2 separate regions of the Triticum aestivum genome follow, and region 1 is linked to region 2. Evidence: chromatin contacts called from public Hi-C data. All regions are on one chromosome and are shown on one strand. The core of a region is the stretch at or near the end of the contact, and the rest is flanking DNA. Distances in the headings are between cores, read along the strand shown.

Evidence for each region. Hi-C and Micro-C count contacts between places; a contact is called where the count stands out from the background.
Region 1: a Hi-C map of leaf shows a contact between it and region 2, with 10 times the contacts expected there. The contact joins the promoter of LOC123188366 here to the promoter of LOC100192161 in region 2. A contact is called at or near these places in 2 of 5 Hi-C or Micro-C datasets (both in leaf).

What each region holds. Positions count from the first base shown.
Region 1 is chr2A:204,721,335-204,724,099 of IWGSC CS RefSeq v2.1, reverse strand. It overlaps LOC123188366 (chitin-inducible gibberellin-responsive protein 1), which reads left to right and starts at 1,304. Exons shown (of 2, transcript XM_044600450.1): 1 at 1,304-1,510.
Region 2 is chr2A:204,339,203-204,342,093 of IWGSC CS RefSeq v2.1, reverse strand. LOC100192161 (isopentenyl-diphosphate Delta-isomerase I) reads left to right here and starts at 1,269. Exons shown (of 6, transcript XM_044600445.1): 1 at 1,269-1,490. The coding sequence starts at 1,426.

The DNA of each region.
Region 1 (2,765 bases), core at 55-2,554, 380 kb before region 2:
GTTAGTTTAGCCTTGGTGTGACACCACTTCACAAAGCCAAAGTGCACTTCTCTCTCTCTCTCTCTCTCTCTCTCTCTCTCAGCATTATCTGCAAAAGAAAAGTTGATTCGTGTTTTTGGTGGCAGCTTAGCTCATGCCGCTGCCAAAAATAATTTACTCTTACAAAGGAGATCGTAGAAGGTTTCCAGAGCACGGAGCACCCATCGTTTGTACATCGAATCCGCATCAGGGGGTACGTCAGTGGCCTGGTCATCCACTAGAATAAGCCCACTAGGTTCCAAGAGGACGACGACGGGCCCCAGGGGAGTTCATGGGGTGCGGCCCATTCACAGCTGTTCCTTCCTTCCTTCCTTAAAGTTTAAGAACGAACGCGGGTAGTCGGAGCAAATTTGCATCGTGCCCAGCGTCCTTCTAGAAGCCAGCCTACGTTCTTGCTTTGTTCAGACCTGGGGCTCACTTTTGTTGGCAATCTGTTCTACTTACAACATGTGGTTCTTGGTTTGCTAGTTCTTTTTCTTTCAGATAATTAGTTATTTTTTTGGGTGCGTTTGAACTACATGTCACATCTCCGTAGCCATTTTGGAGGGCACAGTGCATAAAATCCAGTACAAACCGAACACGATTCCATCAGAATTATTTTTTACTAATTTTATTTGCGTTGAAGTTTGTAAAGTGATGAAAAAATATTGAGAAAAGAAAGTGAAAAGTGGGCAACAGGCCAATGGCATTTCTTGCACCGGAGGAAAAAGAGGCATCACATTCTCCCATCGAAATGGAAACCACCGAGGCAAAAGCGAGCGCATCCCTCGTCACCCTCCTCCGTCGTCTTCCTCGCGGTGGTCCCCGCGCCAACGCACGGGACACGCGTCACCATCTTATCTCTCGCAGCCAGCCCCGTCTCATCGGACGGACGGGCGGGCCAAGCAAGCATCCATCCGCGAACCGCCGAAGCCCCCGGGCCACACGGTGGGCAGCCCTCGGATCGCGATCGAACGACCGCGGGCCGTTCAAACCTCCATGCGCGTCAGGTCAAACGCGCGACCGCGTGTCCGTGCTGCCAGCGTCACGCGTGTCGTGGCTGCTCGCCGCGCGCCGCACGTGACCGCGCGTCGAGCCGCGCGGCCGCCCGATCCTCATCCGACGGAGCCTATGCCTCCGTCCTTAACGGCGTGATGGGCGCGGGGGCCACGGCATCACGACGCGGGAGCGCTGACCGGGAAGACGTGGCCGTGACGGCGTCAGGCACGGTCGCCGTCTGCTCGGAGCCGCGGGTAGGGTATATAATGCCGTGGCACTTTGGGATTTATTTATTTCTCCTTCTCTCTTGTGTGAGGAAGCAGATATTAATTATCGCGCACACGAAAAGAGGGAGGGGGCGCAAAGAGAGAAGGGACTAGGACACGAGAACCAGAAGAGAGAGAGAGAGAGAGAGAGAAGAAAAGCGAGAGAGAGGTAGGGAGATTGCTGGAGCTGGATCGGGGCGCCGGGCCGGCCGTGCAGATCGGAGGAGGTGAGAGCTCCCCTCCTCGTACTTCGTCGGGTTCCGTGCCTGTTGTGCTACTGATTTTTGCAGGAAGTCGCTGAATTGCTGTGCTTTTTTGGGGTGTTTTTTTGCTTGGTTATTTTGGGGTTGATTCCATAGTTTGGGAGGGTGAAGGTGGATCCTGGGCGGGTTCAGGCGGGTGCCTGGCTCTCGTTCGGCGATGAGATGGGCTCTTAGGCGGGTTTTGGTTGGGGCGGGTGGTGTCTAGCTGACGAATCAGTTGGGGATTTGTGTTGGTTCGAGCCAATTCGACCTGCTGAAGGTCTCACCTGAGAGCATTTCGCTTTTGGCTTCCACGGATGACCTCCATTTTGGGGACGAAGGAGTTGATCCTTCTCAGCTTCCGCTCTGGAGGGTACTGTTGCATTTTGTTGCTAATTTTATACTGGCTGGCTCCTAGGTCTAGCTGGGCATGGCCTACTTATGGTTCGTCTGATGGACACTCATCCGTGCCAGATGTACTTGTGTTACTTGGCTGCACTTGTGCCCTGAATTTATTATCCCAGAGTGAGTTAATTTCGTGGCCAAATTAGTGATCCTCATGTTAGAAATGGAACCATCGCTGCCTCTGGTTCTTCGAAACATGGAGGCAGACATACAGTAGATTGATGCGGTAGCTCCAAGTAGTCTAAACTAATTTTCCTTGGGAGGAACCACAGGATCCATCTGCTTCCTTGATTGGGACATATACAACTCGGGAAAAAAAATCTTATGTTTCGCTTGATGAGTCAACTGGACTTGCCTTTCCTGAAGACAATTCGTGGAAAAAGAACTCCCTTACTAGGCAGAGTGCCCCCATAGATGAACAAATCGAGGTTGGTTTTTTGAGCGCGTCACTAACTTAATACTATGATTTTAGCATGTTCAACCAACGTCCAGGATCCCAGTAGTTTCAGACCTTCGCTCACTGCAGACGGTACACAAATTGGCTTCTTGTGTGAGTGATGAAAGGTGCTGCTGGTTCCACACGGTCTGAGTGGTCAAACTTCTTGTTGCGAGTGGGGGAGGTTCCTTCTTCGGAATTCATAGCAAGAGCTACGGACAAATAGTCAAACCAACAAGGCTGGTCAATCGTCTTCAACCAACTAGAGAATCTTAGGGTCCGCTGAACATTGGTCTTAGTCGTGCATTCACTGAAGGATCTGTGACCAAACAGTGCGACAGTTCTCTTATAAACAAACTAGAGAATGCTCGAGGTTGCATGTCTTAGTTGTGAAGGGTG
Region 2 (2,891 bases), core at 20-2,519:
TGATCACAAATTGTGGCCTTAGTTGTGTGTGGGTTTTGATTTTTGACTCGTATATGTTTGTTAGGGAATAATCACATGTATGTGTGGTTGTACGCTACATATTGCTTTGCCAACACAAAGTTAGGGATAATCTAATCTTTTTTCGTTGATACGGAAGAAATGCAATTTGTGTGCGAAGAATAGTCAGCCTACCAACAAACTTGTTTTTTATTTGAATGATTTGAAGATTGCTCACCATGCCTGCCGCGCGGTCCAACAAAGATGTTAGATGGCCATTTTCTGCCCTTCAATTCCAAGCAAATAAGAAAACATGGCAACTAAAAAAAACATGAATTTTACCGCGGAAGAATATATTCCTGCAAAAAAGAGAAGACATCCGTCCACAGCATGTTTCATCTTATACTAGATAATTGTCTGTGTTGCAACAGAGTATAATCATTTTAATATATTAGTCTGTGACTGCATGTCTATTATTACGTTGATGCGCTAAAATCTTAGCAGATTTTTGTATGGAATCATCATGATTTATCTGTCATATTACTGTTAAGCACTTATTTGGTAAGAATTCATTGACTTACCAAACAAAATATTAGTTTAGTTTGGTAAGTTAATAAAATGTGAGTCTATTTTAAGGAAAACCGGTGGAAGAAAAAACAAAAATGGTGAAGAAAAAATGAAACGGAAGAAAGGAAGAGTGAATGTATATGGAGAGGTTGGCCGAAGGGAAATGGATGGTAGAGATTAGCCATACAAACTCAACTGAAATCGATGGTCATATACACCTTAAAATAAGGGATGCCATACTCCGCAACATCCGCTGCCGGTGGCACATTGGCCATGCTTACATCACATCATCATCGCATGCACCCATCACATGGCCTCAAGGGCCATCTCACATCTGAAGGCTGCAAAGCCCGTCGCGTGGGCAAGGCTTTGCACTGAACGTGCACGCAAGTATGATTAACGTAAAATAATGTCATTGTTTAAAGTTGCCTTTGAACTTATTTGGTATGGTCCCTCGTATGGCATGTCGCTCCTCTCGATTTAAACCGATCCGATCCAAGTCCAACTCGACACCACGCTTCTGACCGGCAGAGCAGTCAAAGAACAGACCCATACATAGAAATGGAGCCCGGGGCCCATCGCTCAGCGACCGAAGCGGATACGGAAACGCCCCCCTCGCGAGCGCCGGAGCCTCGCAGCAGTCCGGACCGCAGGGAATCCCCGCTTGCTCGCGTGGATATATTCGCTGACACACCGGGCCCACAACGCCGCGCCGCCGGCCCCCCTCCCCGTTATTTAGCAGCCCCCCGCCTCAGTCCACACCTGTCCTCTCCCCCACCCCTGCGCAGCGCATACGCACTGCCCACGGCCGCAGAGCTCTCGCGTCGCCGGCCGCCTGCCCGGACTCCTCCGCCGCGAGACATGGCCGGCACGGGCGACGACGCCGGGATGGACGAGGTCCAGAGGCGCCTCATGTTCGACGACGAGTGAGCGCCCGCAGCCTGTCCCTGTCCTACCCTTTCTCCCTCTCTCTCCCCCCGCCTCTCGTTGTTTGTTAAGTTCGAATATCTCGTCGGAGTTGTGCCGAGATGCGCGCATCTGGATTTGTCGGCTGGGTTTCACGTCTGGGTTTTGAGCTTTCCCTCTCGTATGTTTGGCTGCTTCGTTGGATCTCGTCGGGGATCAGGACGGGAGGGTGCGGGATTTAATTTTGAACATTGGGTCCTGTACTCGTCTTGCCGTCCTGGTGTGATGACTTGGATCATCACGGGAGGGTGCGGTTGTCTTGTGTGTCGGGGAGGTACGAGGCATCGATCTCGTCTATATATATGGTGCGGAAGACCGCTGCACCAGAAAATCCGGACATGCCATTGCCATGCGACGAGGGCACTGTAGTGCAGCCTCTGCGTTTGGCTACGAAGTACATATCGTATCAGGAAGAAACAGCTACTAAGACTGCCTGCTTGTTTCAGACGACAAGCAAGCACCTAGTTCTTTGCAAAAATCGTCCATGTTTTGAATGTGCTAAACGTGATCTGAGGTGGTGTTTTACAAGTTCCATAGCCTGGAGGCCGTACAAAAACGCTCAGATTACGAGCAGTACAAATTTGACTGGGAACAGGAGATTGCGCGTAGGCGACCGTGCATCAAGGATAAATTTCCTTACGAATTAGTGAGGTTGTGGTGTATTTCTATACAAAATCTCAAAAAATTGTGGCTGCAGTATACAATGTTACACACCAAAAATCGGAATGAAAATCAATGGTATGTGGGACACATAAAAAGAACATGTGCCACAATTTTTCTTTTCTCGAACTTACTCGTTTTGTTTCTCCAAACGCTCAAGAATATGGCCCTGAAATTTTATATGTGAAATCGATTCAGTACCACATGTTCAGGAAAAAAATTTGGATTTTTTTTGTGCACCATATAAATATCCAAAGAGTTAACAGGTGTAGGTACCCATGCTTATAAAAGCCTCACTCTGTTTTTTTCAATAAGGAGCTCACATCCCCCCGCCCCCTTTCATATTGCATTATATGAAACTGATAATTATATGAAGGACCCAATTTGCAAGTTTCTTTTTATTTTTAAGCACTTGGATGAATATTTTTTCCTTCCTGAGGGTAGAGCGCTTGGGTGAAGTTAGCACAAAGGCTGCAGTCATTTATGCTGGAATTCAGAAGATAAAGTAACACTCGTGGTTCTAAAAATGAGCCTTTTTCCTTCAAGTACTCCTTATATGACAAATTTGTTCAGATCTTGTCTGCAACGCAGCAAGTTTGACTGTAGTTGTTCCATGTAAGCATGATAAGCCTCAAGTCTAGTTGCTTGCCATTGGTTATATGTACATGTGTAGTCCTTTAATTATTTGAATTGCTTAACTG